Linked DNA regions of Bombyx mori: region 2 is linked to region 1. Evidence: chromatin contacts called from public Hi-C data. All regions are on one chromosome and are shown on one strand. The core of a region is the stretch at or near the end of the contact, and the rest is flanking DNA. Distances in the headings are between cores, read along the strand shown.

Region 1 (6,567 bases), core at 3,850-6,349:
ATGCACCCCAAACAATCAAGGTCAATTGCACATTATTAGCGAAATATAGAAATATAATATAATTTAACATCCAATGTTTCAAGATTTAATTACCATTTTATCATTTCATCAGTTTTAATCATTAAAAAATTCGATTAATACAACAAGACCATCAATATTAAGACCTCAAGCTCGCTGCCAAGTATAAAGGCTTTACGTTAATGTGAGCTGGTGCAATAGGAAATTGGGTTTAGCCTTGTTTTTTCCTACTTATTCTCTGGTAACTTAAGGTGCTATTCCAACTACGTCCGAACGTGTAGGTGAGCTCACGGGCTCAACCTGAGAGAACTTGCTAACATTAGCTCCAGCGAGAGCATTGTTACGCAGAATCTATCAACGGATCGGAATCGCGACCTAGTGAAAAGATCCGGCGAGAAACTCAGTGGGCTGATTAGATTATGCCTTAAGATTGGGAACATGTTATTACTCTTAGTATTTTCTAGCTCAAGTTCCGTTTATCATCTTCGTAATATTTAGTGTCGAAACAACATGTACCCAATTTGTAGTGTGATTTAGTTTACAGTTAAAACCGGTTATGACCGCTAACGTCACTCTTCATTAGTCTAAGGCGTTGGAATGGAAAATCAGAGTATTAATTTACGGGAAGGTCAAGTTAAAAAGACAACGATATTGCGAATTCATAGAGAAGATGGGATAGTGGAAGTAGTTTGAAATGGTCAGCGTCACGCACCCGTATGTTCTGGTTAATAAAATTACTAAACTTAATAGTCTAGTAAGATCATGTACATTAATGATTACGCTCCAAGACTTACACATGTGCTGTCAGTATGGGACCATATGTAAAATGCTTTTTTTTTCCTATTAAATTGTTAATACGAGTCGTAGTTCGAATTACGTAGCTTGCTCAATATACACCTTCATTTATCTTATCTATATATTAATACGTGAAGCAAAAACTTTGTATCCCTTTTTACGAAAATTGCACGGACGGAGGAGTATGAGATTTTCCTCACTTATAGAGAATATAGAGAAGAAGTGCACAATACTAATATTTTTTTTAAATAATGCATAAAAGATACATTAAATCAATAAAGAAAACATTACACACACTACATACCATGTATTTGACGCACACACGCATGCATACTATTTATTGTCAAACTTTTGTTCTTGACGTTTGTTGTCAAATTGAGAATAGATTAAATATTGTTTGTCTTTATTAATATTTTTTATAGTGTAGTCTTGGCGAAATTTGTGATTATAGAAGTATAAAATACAATCATAATAGTGTACAAACTTACAATTCCAATTAATTATAGTCGAATTTCGACTGCTGCGGGACCTCTAGTTGATTTAAAACTGCCTATAGTTGTAGTTTGCACTTCAGGGGAAAGTTTCAAGCATAGCACTATCAATATAACTGAATATTTTGATACACTATTCGGTTTGTGACAACCACCCATGAATAGTGGTCACAAGTATTAATTAAAAAATTGAAATTCTAGAAGACAGAAACAACTTTTAAGATTGTATAAGTTATCCCGAGCAGAAAAATAACATAATACACCTACATCTATGAATTCGTTATTATAATTTCGTATATCTTCCTTCACAAGGTCTGCACTATTATGCTATTTCGTACAATGGTTACACTGAAGGCCGAGATGAGTAAATCACATCAATACTATATATTATATTCCGTTCTATATTTTACCACACGTGACCAGAACTTTAATGACATAAAATCTAAATTGACTCGCATTCTAGGAAAACGACTTCTTGATAATATTAACCAATATTACGTGCTTTAAATAGTTATATCATTAATAATGTTTACTTTCCGTTGTTATCTAACATTTTATTATATTGTTGCACTTGTTACGGTACAAGGTTGAAACAGGTATAATAATTTGATAGGCATACGACTTGATATAATATTTGAGTCGACTATTATCAAAGCCGGCAATGTGACTTTTGGACAATTCTTGGTAAATCAGAAAAACGAATTATTGACTTTGTATTCCATTGGCAGTCACAAAACTCTTCTGAACGACATCTTAGATAAATAACAGGTTAAGTATTAACCTTTATTTAATGCAGGTTTTGAACCGTATTCTTTGAAGGAGACGATTATATTCAAATCAATCTGTATTGACATATCAATAACATTTTTTTGTCCAAATGCACAGATTGCCACCTTTGATAATAGACGACTCATTTATAGCATTTTACACGTGTACGTATTGCCATCCCCTATTTCTGCTGGTATTCTTCGGACATATTGCTCGTAAAGAGGGTCACAATCTTGAACAGCTGATGGTGACAGGAAAGGTAGATGGCAAACGTCCCAGAGGACGCAGTCCCACGAGATGGTCGGACCAAATACGATCTTCTCTGAGCATCAATTTCCACAATGCCTTTATGAAGCAAAGGATCGCGGCAGATGGAGGGAAGTCGTACGGGAGAAACTGATTCAGCGGGGGAGTCTCGACCCTCAGTAATGAGGAAAACGACGCGAGGAGGATTTCTGCCGTGAAACAGCCGTGTGTTCTGACTAAATATATGGGATTAGGTAATCATTAAACAACACAATTAAGAACTCGAGCTCATGTGTCATGCTAAGTGTTCTGGCATTTATGCTACCATTTTATAATAGGATAAGTTATTTTTGAGAAATTTTTTAAACGAAAAAAACTAAAAACTCAATTCATGAGGGAAGTTTGCAAAAAAAAAAAACACGTTATATTTCTGGTGCCGAGAAATATAATTTTACATAAATATGACAACAACGTGGATATGTCATCGGTCAGAGGGTATCAGTCCGACTCGACCGTGTAGTTTTCCTATTTGTTCTAATAATAACGTTAAACTTGAGCAATATTTATTTACACGTTGTATTATTGCTTAGACGTTCCTACAGAACAATTTGTTATGGAAACAATACTGTCAGATTTATCAACAACGCTCTATCAATTAGATTCCATAATGGGGTATTTTTTTACTACACATTCGATATTCGTTAATCCTTCAAGGTCGGGTTTTTTTATAATTTTAATATAATTACAACTATATAATTAAATTTTTTTCTTGTATCAAATACAACCTTTATATATATTATATATATATACGACCGATTTACGGGTAATATAGATACTGTTGCAGTTTTCAATATTGCAAATAGGTACTAATAAAATTAATACTACCTACATCGCATTTTTCCAACGTGCGCTATTTGAAGTATACTATCGGCTATGAATGATGCCCCTAACTAAAATAAACATGTTTAATATTAAAGCTAATTACAATTAGAACAATAACTATTTAAACCACGTTGTTATCGGCATAGTTTGTCCCTTACTAATTGTTGTTTAAGCGAGCTCTGTGTCTACATTACCGTTATTAACCTCAGATGACGTAATTTAGAGTAAGTAAACACAGAAATTATGAATTCTGGTACAATAAATGTATAGTTCGTTTTCAAACTTGACGAATTGTTATTATCTGTTCGATCATATTTTAAGATCCAATATTTTAGTACCTTAAGTATACACGTGTAATCACTTTGAAGTTGCCATCGCTAAAATCATTCCAAATATACATTTAAATTGATCATTAACGGTGTCGTAAATAAGCTTACACCATTAAACTATTCTTCCACCTAACCGACTGAGAAACGGACGGTTTATCTTGGATATCAAGTTTGATATTGGATATCAATCGTAAATGTTTATCGTCCAACAAAACCCGTGATATTTTGGCTCAAAAGTAACAAATAAACAAACCATTTTCTAAAAGAAGGGCTACAACATTTAGATTCAAAAGAAAAATCTTAGTGTTCCGAGATCATTGACATGTAACGCACATTGAATTGTAGAAAATGTTAATATTGCCAACACGGTAACACTGTTGGACCGGTTCTCACACCACTATACACAGTCTATGAGGAATTGCTTATAGCTAGCTCTACCTTGCTTGTTTACTCTGACGACTCTTAACGATTTGTGAATAGCAGTCATTTCAGGCAAATTCAATGAATTCAGTACCTTTTTTGTACTTGATTTCATGATACAAATACACATAGCAGTACTTTCATTACTACTGCCTAAAATTGTCTGAATGAAATGATCTTAAATTTAAGATAGAGGCAGTGATAGAGGTAGGCGGTGGTGTTAGACTGAAACGAGCCGATACGCTCGGAAACAACCTAAATAAAGCGGAGCACCAGAGAATAGCCGTCTCGAGTCTCTACCGTGGAACACACACAGACAAGCAGCGCGCACACCACCGCCGGCTCGCACACTCTCGCCCGCGCACACACAGCCCGCCAGACGAAAATAAAATCCACTCGTATGCGCCATGCAAATAGGAAGGCGGGCCGTGCACGCAAGCCACCCGATTGTGCCATCAAAATTATTTCCTTACGTTTCGTGGTATTGTCTTGAGACGGTCACGGGCGCAGCATCGCAGGCCGTGGATCACTACAACGGCGGTAAGCCGGAGGTCTCATCCGAGGAAAAGTCTATCGTTCACTCTTAACTGGTTCCGTGCGTTCAAATACCGAAGGAAAAGTGCACGGATGCGACGGCCGCTTTTGTTTGTCACTCGCGGGTCGCGCGTCTTCTCGCTGCGGTCACAGCAGGTAAATCAACGGGCAGAGATCTGCATGAATGATATGACGGGTCGATGTGACGATCAGAAATACGCGAACGATGTGCGACGTCGGCGCAGGTCGCAGCGCGACTGGCAGTGGCACTACGCGGAGCCCCGTGCGTAGTGAGTGGCCGTGAGGCGCGGGGACGAGGAAACCCGGCGCGAGTACGGAGCGCCCGGCCGCGGCCCACCGCCTGCCGCCCGGGGGGGCGGGGGTAGGGGGCGCGGATTAATCACGTAGTAAGTATGCCCCCCTGGGCCGCGCTCCGCTGCCGCACGCCGGTAGAACCTGCCATCCACCAATACATGCATAAAAACTGTAAGCACGCACGTAGTGCCCACAATGAATCCGGAAACTTACGGCACCTTCCAGAGGTTGAGTCAACAAAAGAAGAGGATTAAATTAATAGACTAGTATTAAAATCAAGGATTAAAGACTTTTTTGCAAATGCAAATCATGAATTAATTTGAAACGTAGAGCATGTAGAGTAAGCCATATTTTCATTTATTTAATCTCATTATTTTCTGGAATCAGTCTATTTTAGTGTAAAAAGTCTTAATATCCATATTGGTCTACTATCATCTACTATAATCTACTCTCTATCGTTATTTCCCACACATCTCGAGCAGAAATGTTCCCGGACCGGTTTCGAACTTTGCTTACGTCATCGCACAGCTCGTACTCACATACCTATGGTAACTGTGTTTATGGCTTTCTTTCACCATAATTAGAGCTAACCAGGGCCATTGTACCAAAAATGTTCACTAAACGAGATAAGTTCTTAGTTTATAGTTAGCAAAGTAGAGTCGTAAATTTTCAATTTTAATATTTTAATGTTCTCGTCTCATTTCATTGTTAAGTCTTTGAGCAACCGATTTATTTATCTGATTAGATATGAATTAAAAAAGAAAAAAATGACTGTTGTATCGGTGCGACTGACTCCAAAATCTAAAGATTAAGTTTACAACAAACGTATGAATGAATATGTTTCACTATTGGAACTTGTTACAAATGTATCGCATGCACATCGCATCGCTGCGCTTTCTTGAGTGACGCGAGTTGTAACCTGAATCGATTTCATTTATTAGTGAAGGTATGCAGACAAGCTTATGGCTAGATACGGTTACCAGAATCGATATGCACCCTCGTAATAATACCTGGATATATTGTATTTGAAGTTGGACTTTGCGAGTGTTCGATTTTTATGCATGTTATACACTCTTAAACGCATCGTGTCAGACATAATCAGGACTGGGACACTCTTAAACCACCTTCATGGGCTAGTAAAATGTCGTAGCCACCACCAGTACCTAAGATCAAGGTTGGGAGTTGGATACGAAATATCCAAGAAAATTACTTAGGACGGAATGTCGCTTAGGTATATGTTATTGTAGAGACCGGATTCGTTAAGCCATATCTACCTATATATATAAAAATGAATTGCTGTTCGTTAGTCTCGCTAAAACTCGAGACCAGCTGGACCAATTTGGCTAATTTTGGTCTTAAATTATTTGTGGAAGTCCAGAAAAGGTTTAAAAGGTAGACAAATATAAAAATTCTCGGAATTAAATAAAATTTAGGTCTTTTATTTATCGATTGAGCCACTACGAAGTCTGCCGGGTCAGCTAGTTTCATTATAAAAATATTTTATATAGGTTGGAAGGATTCTTAGAACATCTCAGACAGCAATCAATCAACCTTTGTAATTTGGTATTAAGCTTATACCAAGATTTAAGCCTCTCAGTAGACTAACTTCGAATAATTTACACGACAGGTATTTGTTGAGCCTTTTCGCTGGTATTATAGGCAGATTTAGACCAGCTCTTTGCAATTTTAACCTTATGGAGACATTAGGTTTTAATAAAATTAGTTTTAAAGTAGAATCTAATACCGAAGCATATAATGCAGCTTTACAT
Region 2 (7,299 bases), core at 2,221-4,720, 42 kb after region 1:
TCACAAATTTCGCCAAGACTACCCTATAAAAAATATTAATAAAGGCAAACAATATTTATTCTATTCTCAATTTGACAACAGACGCCAAGAACAAAAGTTTGACAATAAATAGTATGCATGCGTGCGTGAGTCAAATACATGGTATGTAGTGTGTGTAATGTTTTCTTTATTGATTTAATGTGTCTTTTATGCATTATTTAAAAAAAATATTAGCAAGCATTGTGCACTTCCTCTCTATATTCTCTATAAGTGTGGAAAACTTCATACTCCTCCGTCCGCGCAATTTTCGTAAAAAGGGATACAAAGTTTTTGCTTCACGTATTAATATATAGATATAGTTATGAGTCACATTACGTACAAGCATCGTCCTGATTTAAATCATTCAATATTTTATTTCTTGAACCATGAGTTCCGGGTTACGTTAGTCGGTCGACTCAAACGAATTCTCGACGTGCCTAACAATCTAGACAAACAAAAATAGGCTCTCCTGCCAACTACGTAGGTGTTTCGTAACATTTTTTATATAATGGAATAGTTTCGAATTGTCACATCTCTTCTAATTTTTACTGATGGTAGGACCTCTTGTGATTCCGCACGGGTAGGTACCACCACCCTGCCTATTTCTGCCGTGAAGCAGTAATGCGTTTCGGTTTGAAGGGCGGGGCAGCCGTTGTAACTATACTGAGACCTTAGAACTTATATCTCAAGGTGGGTGGTGCATTTACATTGTAGATGTCTATGGGCTCCAGTAACCACTTAACAACAGGTGGGCTGTGAGCTCGTCCACTCATCTAAGCAATAAAAAAAAATCATAATGGGGGACAATATCAAACTGAGTTCGAGTTTGCGAGTTTTTAAGTCAGTATCTTCTTACCCTTATCCCACGTTACGCGTGGTTGACGCAGCATGTTGTCTTATCATGCTGCGTAGGGATTTGGCATAATTTTTACGACTGCCCGCCTGTGTGACGTCTTTGTATCTTCATACTCAAATACCTGCATAATATATCCTTTGCATCCGTGCCCTAGGGAGGGGCTACTAGTGATTGGGTAGGGGAAAAATTAGAATAGAATACAGGAACTTTTCAGTTTGTTTTTTGATATTTCTTTTACTTCATCCAATTTCGGATTTCTAGAATTATCATTTTATTGTTATAAGATATATTTTAAAAAAAAGTATACAATATGTATTAAGTTTGCATCAATTTAAATTAAGTTGTATTTTATAATACGAAGAGCAGAGCTTTTAGTGGAAGCATTCAAGTATTCAATCAATCATTTAAACATTCTCCCATCTAGGCAATAAAAATAAAAATAAAAAGATTATGTACAATTTTTTTATCGTGTGTACACGTGCAAACAATTTCAAGCAGTAAGATTCCAGAGTATTCATCCCACTGTACATCGCTAGCAAATTTAAAAGAAATTCGCACAATCCTTTTATAAGCTAGGTACTGTAATATTTTAATACTAAGTAACATTTCAAGCAGTCAAATTTAAACAATTTTGAAGGTTCATCTTTATCGTAATAAATAGAAAACATAGAGGTCATCATTTATCGGATGCATAACATGAGTAAAGTAGCTCTTGTGATATCAACAGTCGTATGATTTGAAACTGGGACAGACGAACGGACGGCCACGTCTTAAAATAGCCTCTTTAATGAGCGTGGTGCGAAACGTTGAAGCTTATGCGCCAATAAACAAATGATTACTGACAATTATCGTCGCGGAGGAGAGGCGAGAGAGTGCGGTGCCGCGCCGCGTGTCGCGTACCACGGTAGCGAGGCCGCGCCGCAAAATCGACAATCAACCATACAAATTTCACGCAAAAAGTATAACATTAATTTATTTTTTTGCAAAACAGGTTCTGAATTTTGATGGTCTTAAAAGAAACGTATTTTGCCTATTTTTAGATTAATTTGAATATTTATGTTTTAAAATCCGGCCAGATGTTGATAGATTTTGCTAACATATTTCAAACGAAAGTTAAGAAGTCATTCTTTTTTTTGTTAAATTTAAAATCACGAATATCCTTCTTGATGTGACTAGTGTGCCACCTGTTGTGCATTCATGATACTATGATAGGTACTGCCGCAAAAAAGGTCCTCAGAAGCACTAAAAACAAATTTACAAAGTTAAATTTATAACAATCGACAGGTAACATACTACTATAGGAATTGAAAAATAACGGCCATGAGTTTCTCGCCGGATCTTCTCAGTGGCTCCGATTCCGATTCAGTAGTAGATTCTGCGAAGTACTGCTCTTGCTAGAGCTAGTGTTAGCAAATTCTCTCAGGTTGAGCCCATGAGCTTACCTACCCGCCAGGGTGTAGCTGGAATTGCCTAGATTAGCCTACTAGCGAATAGGTTGGGGACAAAATAGAAAAATAATAAAATTTAATCATATACCTACTTAAATTCATTAAAATTAATTCGTTAATATTCGCTTATAATGAACACTAACAATTAAAAATTGCATCCTAAATATTATCACGGCCTTGTGCGCCATTTTATAAGTTTCATTGTCGTCAATGTCTGTCCGAACGGAAGCTACATTAGATCATCTAGGTATAGTTCTAGGATACTATAATGTGACCGTATCTCGAAATTGGTCACACGTTTTCCTTACCGCACAAGGTTGCCAACTTATATAAAAACGTCTTCTTGATATTTCATGTCCTTGAATAAAATCCACTATTAAATTAGGACAATGGGTAAGAAATTTATTCTAATATTATTATTTTCAGTAATCTAAAGACACATTTCATTAACTGTCTTGTCAAGATACATGGGCCTGATCACCCATATTTGAATGTAAACTAAGCTAATTAAATGAAGGAAGCGCAATGTTTGAGAAAGAAAAAAAAAACGCTGACTTTTCTCTATATTAGCTGTCAATACCGAGTGTAATGGAATTCCCAAAAACGAAGACAGTAGTTGGGAATCCCAGATGCGATGACATTCAGTTAAAAGAGTTTTAATTTACTATTGATTTTGCACGGCTTGCTATTGACGCATCCAATACCAACTTCGCATCGGCTGCTTTTGTTTTAAATTTAACGTAATTTCCAATATATGAACCTAATAAACAGACACTTAATTGAGGTTGTCAGCGCAGAAGTGGCCTAACCTACAATTATTTATATTCACGCTTATATGACGTATATTGGAATTTATTTAAAATATAATACATTTGCAAAACCGGCCTATCCATAGTTTCACCCATAGATAGCAGATAGCTTTGTAAACATTATTTTTGCGCGTATTGTTTTTTGGCCTACTCAAATTCAAATTCATAAAAATTCAGACCAAATTGCCTCCGTACTAACTATGGTAAGCTTAGGCCACTTTTGCGCTGACGGCCTCAATTATGCTATATGGTACGCGTGACAACCCTGCACAGTCACGTCGGTTCGCTCACGACGAGGTTAGTGCCGGCACTGCGCCTGCGCACATCGACAAGGACGTCGACCTCAACCTTGGGACAGACCACTAAAAACAATGTTTAGTCTCTTACTCACTACATACCCTCCTAATATGCGGCCGAGCGTGCATTACAATACATTACCATACTTGAATTTAAAAATGCTGCCGATACAATATAGCATTCGTAATTAATTCATCATAATACGTTAAATAAACTGTTTTTTTTTTGTAATGTTAAATTGTAAAACATTTATTTGCAAATTGAAAATTTACACAAAAAACAATTGATTGTCCTCCATAAAATATTGTTGGCCTAAATTACCTATTAGGACTACGTTTTTCAAATCGCATTTATGGCAACAAATTAGTGTGAGTGTTAAAAATCTACTCAACGCATCTTCAGATTTTGTTCATAGAGGTTTGTCATTGTGGACTTAGAATGATTGATTTTGAGAAAACCATTCATTTTTTCATTGTCGAATCCTTAAATAAATGCGATGACCATAACATTGCTACTTTATTAAATACAGTCATATACCTACGAGTAGTATCTATCAATTAAATATAGGATCCGTTCTATTATTGTCAATGAATTGTAATTAGTGGTTAAAAAGCTGAATTGTGGATATTAAAAATAAATCGAATTCCTGTTTGTAAAATTATCTTGACTTGTTAATTGGATACTGCATCGTTTTATATTTACTGGCGAATGGACGTTTAAATTATTTAATAACGTTTCAAACTTCGACAGGAAATATCACAAACGTGAACCTGTTTGATTGCTATGAAGAATCCTTCTTTGCCCTCGCGATTTTTTTCGGCTTTTACTGAATTATTCTCCAAAATGTTTTTATTTACGAACTTCACAATGACCATTACGAAATCATGTTTATGAGAGGCTTGTATATTATTGAATTACTTACCTTTCACTTCAAAAGTCTCGCCCGGACGGCCATATTTTATTTACGAGTATTATTTAAGTGTTTCCCAAGAATATAACGTACTAAAAAAAAACATCTATAGTCGTTGTTAATGAAAACTGTAGATTAATTTACGTATTAAACATCAAAGATCAACCTAATAATAAACACAAAAGCGTGCCTCGTACAATAAAAGACAAGTGGCAACGATAACGCATCTATAGCTCGCCTGACAGGCCGGACAAGGTACAAGAGATTTACTAGTTACTACGGAGTACGAGCAGAGAAGGATAATGACCTGGTGCGTGTGCGTCGCGTCGCGTCTCATACTACGATGTGGTAATGCATACAAAATGGATGCTCGAGAAACCTAACCTAATTATACACGTAAGTACATAACAGAGATATAATGTTTTCGCTTTTTAGTACCTAAGTATTTTTAATGCGGACGAGCTTTTTTTTATTTTAATTTTTTCATTGTCTAACTTATTTTTTTACTTTTGCATTATTTGATTATAAGTAAAATAAATCAGTCACATGCAGGCTGCTGGCGATAACTAGAATATGTTTTAGGCAACTTGTATCTGGAAAACAATCAATAATTGTGTCACTCCCCAATAGAGACCAATCTGTTGACACATCATTTGTTGAATGCCGTCAAAAGGCTTTGTAGTTTGTAGAACATCCCTGCTAATATATAAATGTGAATGTAAGTTTGTTTGTTACGCTTTCACGCGAAAACTAACTCAACCGATCATCATGAAGCTTTGTACACATATTCTAGGAGGTATTAGAAGTAACATAGGATACTTTTTATTAAGAAAAAATTTTTTTTTTTACGAAAAATAAAAAAATGGTTTGTCAAAAAACCTCAAAATCTAGCTTTTTCAACGCTATCTACCGGTTCAGTAATAAATTTCCAATCCTGAGTACTGTAAATGAAGTCGCGGGTAAAATTTAGCGTTATGCCAAAGTAACTATTCCACGCGGACGAAGTCGCGGGCAAAAGCTAGTATCAAATAATTATATGTACATGTCCGGTGAACTCGTAAGTGATGCGATTAAGCCGTTGTTTAAATCCCTCATCTAAGGAAACACGTACTTATCACGCGTTCGCGTAGCTCCATGACGAAGGTATAAAATCGTTAAATCGAAAAAAACTGCGATAAAATTAGGAATTTGCCTAATCGCTAGTATGGCGTGTTTTAAGACAGCAGATGAATCAAGTTCCTACCTATTTCTGCAGCATAATAATCGGTGTGACATCCCTTATACCTACATATATAATTAAATCCTTTGTATTCTAAGCACCGATGACCGTTCAAGAAATCGACATGAAACATAACCCAGAGACACAAAACACTGGGTGGGTCGCATCTTCTCAGCGGGTCGCGATTTCGAGCCTGTGATGTGGTTCAGCGAAGCACTACTCTTGCCAGAGCAGATCTTTAGCAGGCTATCTTAGACTACGTGCGCTCGTCCACCAACCATGGAAAAGCCAATAATAGCCCCTCGAGACCACAAGCAGATAGGTACTCAAAAAAAAAACATAATGGGAACCATTAAAATTTAAAAAGTATAAATAGTTAAAACACTTTGAATTTTGGAGTATTATTGTTTGTAGAGTTTATTAAATTGCTGAAAACCTGTTTAATTTAGTAAGTAAATTTAAAAAAATTCAACCAACATTATTTAAATTTTGCATCAGAAAACAATTTAGTTTTACCGATAATTAAAGTTTCTTTAAACATAAATAGGCTGTTTGTTATCTTTAAGTACACAAGTATAGAATAAGCGTAAAATAAACATCCAATTATTTACGAAATATCAACTCCAATGGAGCCAATGTAAACTCATGAATATTCGTTACTATAAATTTTAGTCTGGAGATATTCTCCTTTTTTGTTCGCTCACATGGACAAATGAGTCCACGTTCCAGCTAGTGGTGAGCAATCATCGAAATCCATTGATATGATACTTACTGTCTGCATATCTTGAGAAGTCAAAGTCTCAATTTTGTGAGAGCAATGGGTATTCGATCTTTCAAGGATCCGGTGATTTCCTCAAATCGGCATAATGACGGCGACATTTGCCAAGGTGCTCGTTTAAAATATTTTATCAATCTTATCTTACAGTTAAAAACTATTTGAATGATTTATGTTTAAATCTATTGTTTATTTATCTACACTATTATTAATATCTATATAATGTATAACGATAATCTGCTTGAAGCTCGGTTAAACTTTCTTCGGTAGGTACCACGATAAAAAGTGAAATTTAAATATATCATATAAATATTCATTAATAAATTTGCAATAACAAATAGATTTCGAGACAACAGTAGAAGCAAAAGCCCCAGCGTTCTGTTATGACGGCATCTTTAATATGAATGGCAAATTCCTCTGCCCACTTACTGGCCTGAATGATTTCAACATTCTTGGCGCTGCTCCGATAATAATCTGTGGAAAAAATAAACGAACAAAACGTAAATAAATCGAGACGAGTTGAAAGTGCGCTCTCGAAGACCGGTGGCACGACAAAATAAATCTCAGCGATATGGTCGATACGCTCGCGCTCGGGATAACGTATTTTTACGCAACAGGGCTCTTTCTTTGTTTATGACTGGCCACGACGCCGCGCCGGACCAGACGGTTGGTTATTCAACCGGGCCGCATTCCGCGACGACTTCGCTTTTTGCTCCACCTCCGCTGCCGGTCTTGTGCGCCGTTGAAAAACGACTAATTAGAACGTTTATGGCAGGAATTAACGTCGCACATTGTTGGCGACAAAACGTTTTGGAGCCAACAATGCTTTACGGAATACCGCACGCACTTTTCACTTCGTCCACTTTATTATTGGCCGCATTCCTGCGTAATCTTGTCTGCGTAGTCTGAGTGAATTTTTACAGAAAGTAATCGTTCTTAATTTACCTGAAGTAATATTGGTGGCGCC

What was found. A called contact is a pair of places that touch in the nucleus more often than the background predicts.
Region 2: a contact with region 1 is called in a Hi-C map of whole pupa, with 2.1 times the contacts expected there. The contact joins the enhancer-like site here to the promoter of LOC101740207 in region 1. A contact is called at or near these places in 4 of 7 Hi-C or Micro-C datasets (middle silk gland, posterior silk gland and whole pupa).

What each region holds. Positions count from the first base shown.
Region 1 is chr11:10,772,476-10,779,042 of ASM3026992v2, forward strand. LOC101740207 (ataxin-1-like) reads right to left here and starts at 5,100. Exons shown (of 4, transcript XM_012695064.4): 1 at 4,423-5,100.
Region 2 is chr11:10,815,786-10,823,084 of ASM3026992v2, forward strand. LOC119630405 (a long non-coding RNA gene) reads right to left here. Exons shown (of 5, transcript XR_009974290.1): 4 at 7,278-7,299; 5 at 5,949-6,806. Among protein-coding and RNA genes, the nearest start is that of LOC119630405, 11 kb to the right of the region's middle. Within about 2 kb of position 3,471, at least 7 of the 8 cell types and tissues checked have open chromatin away from gene starts, as enhancers often do.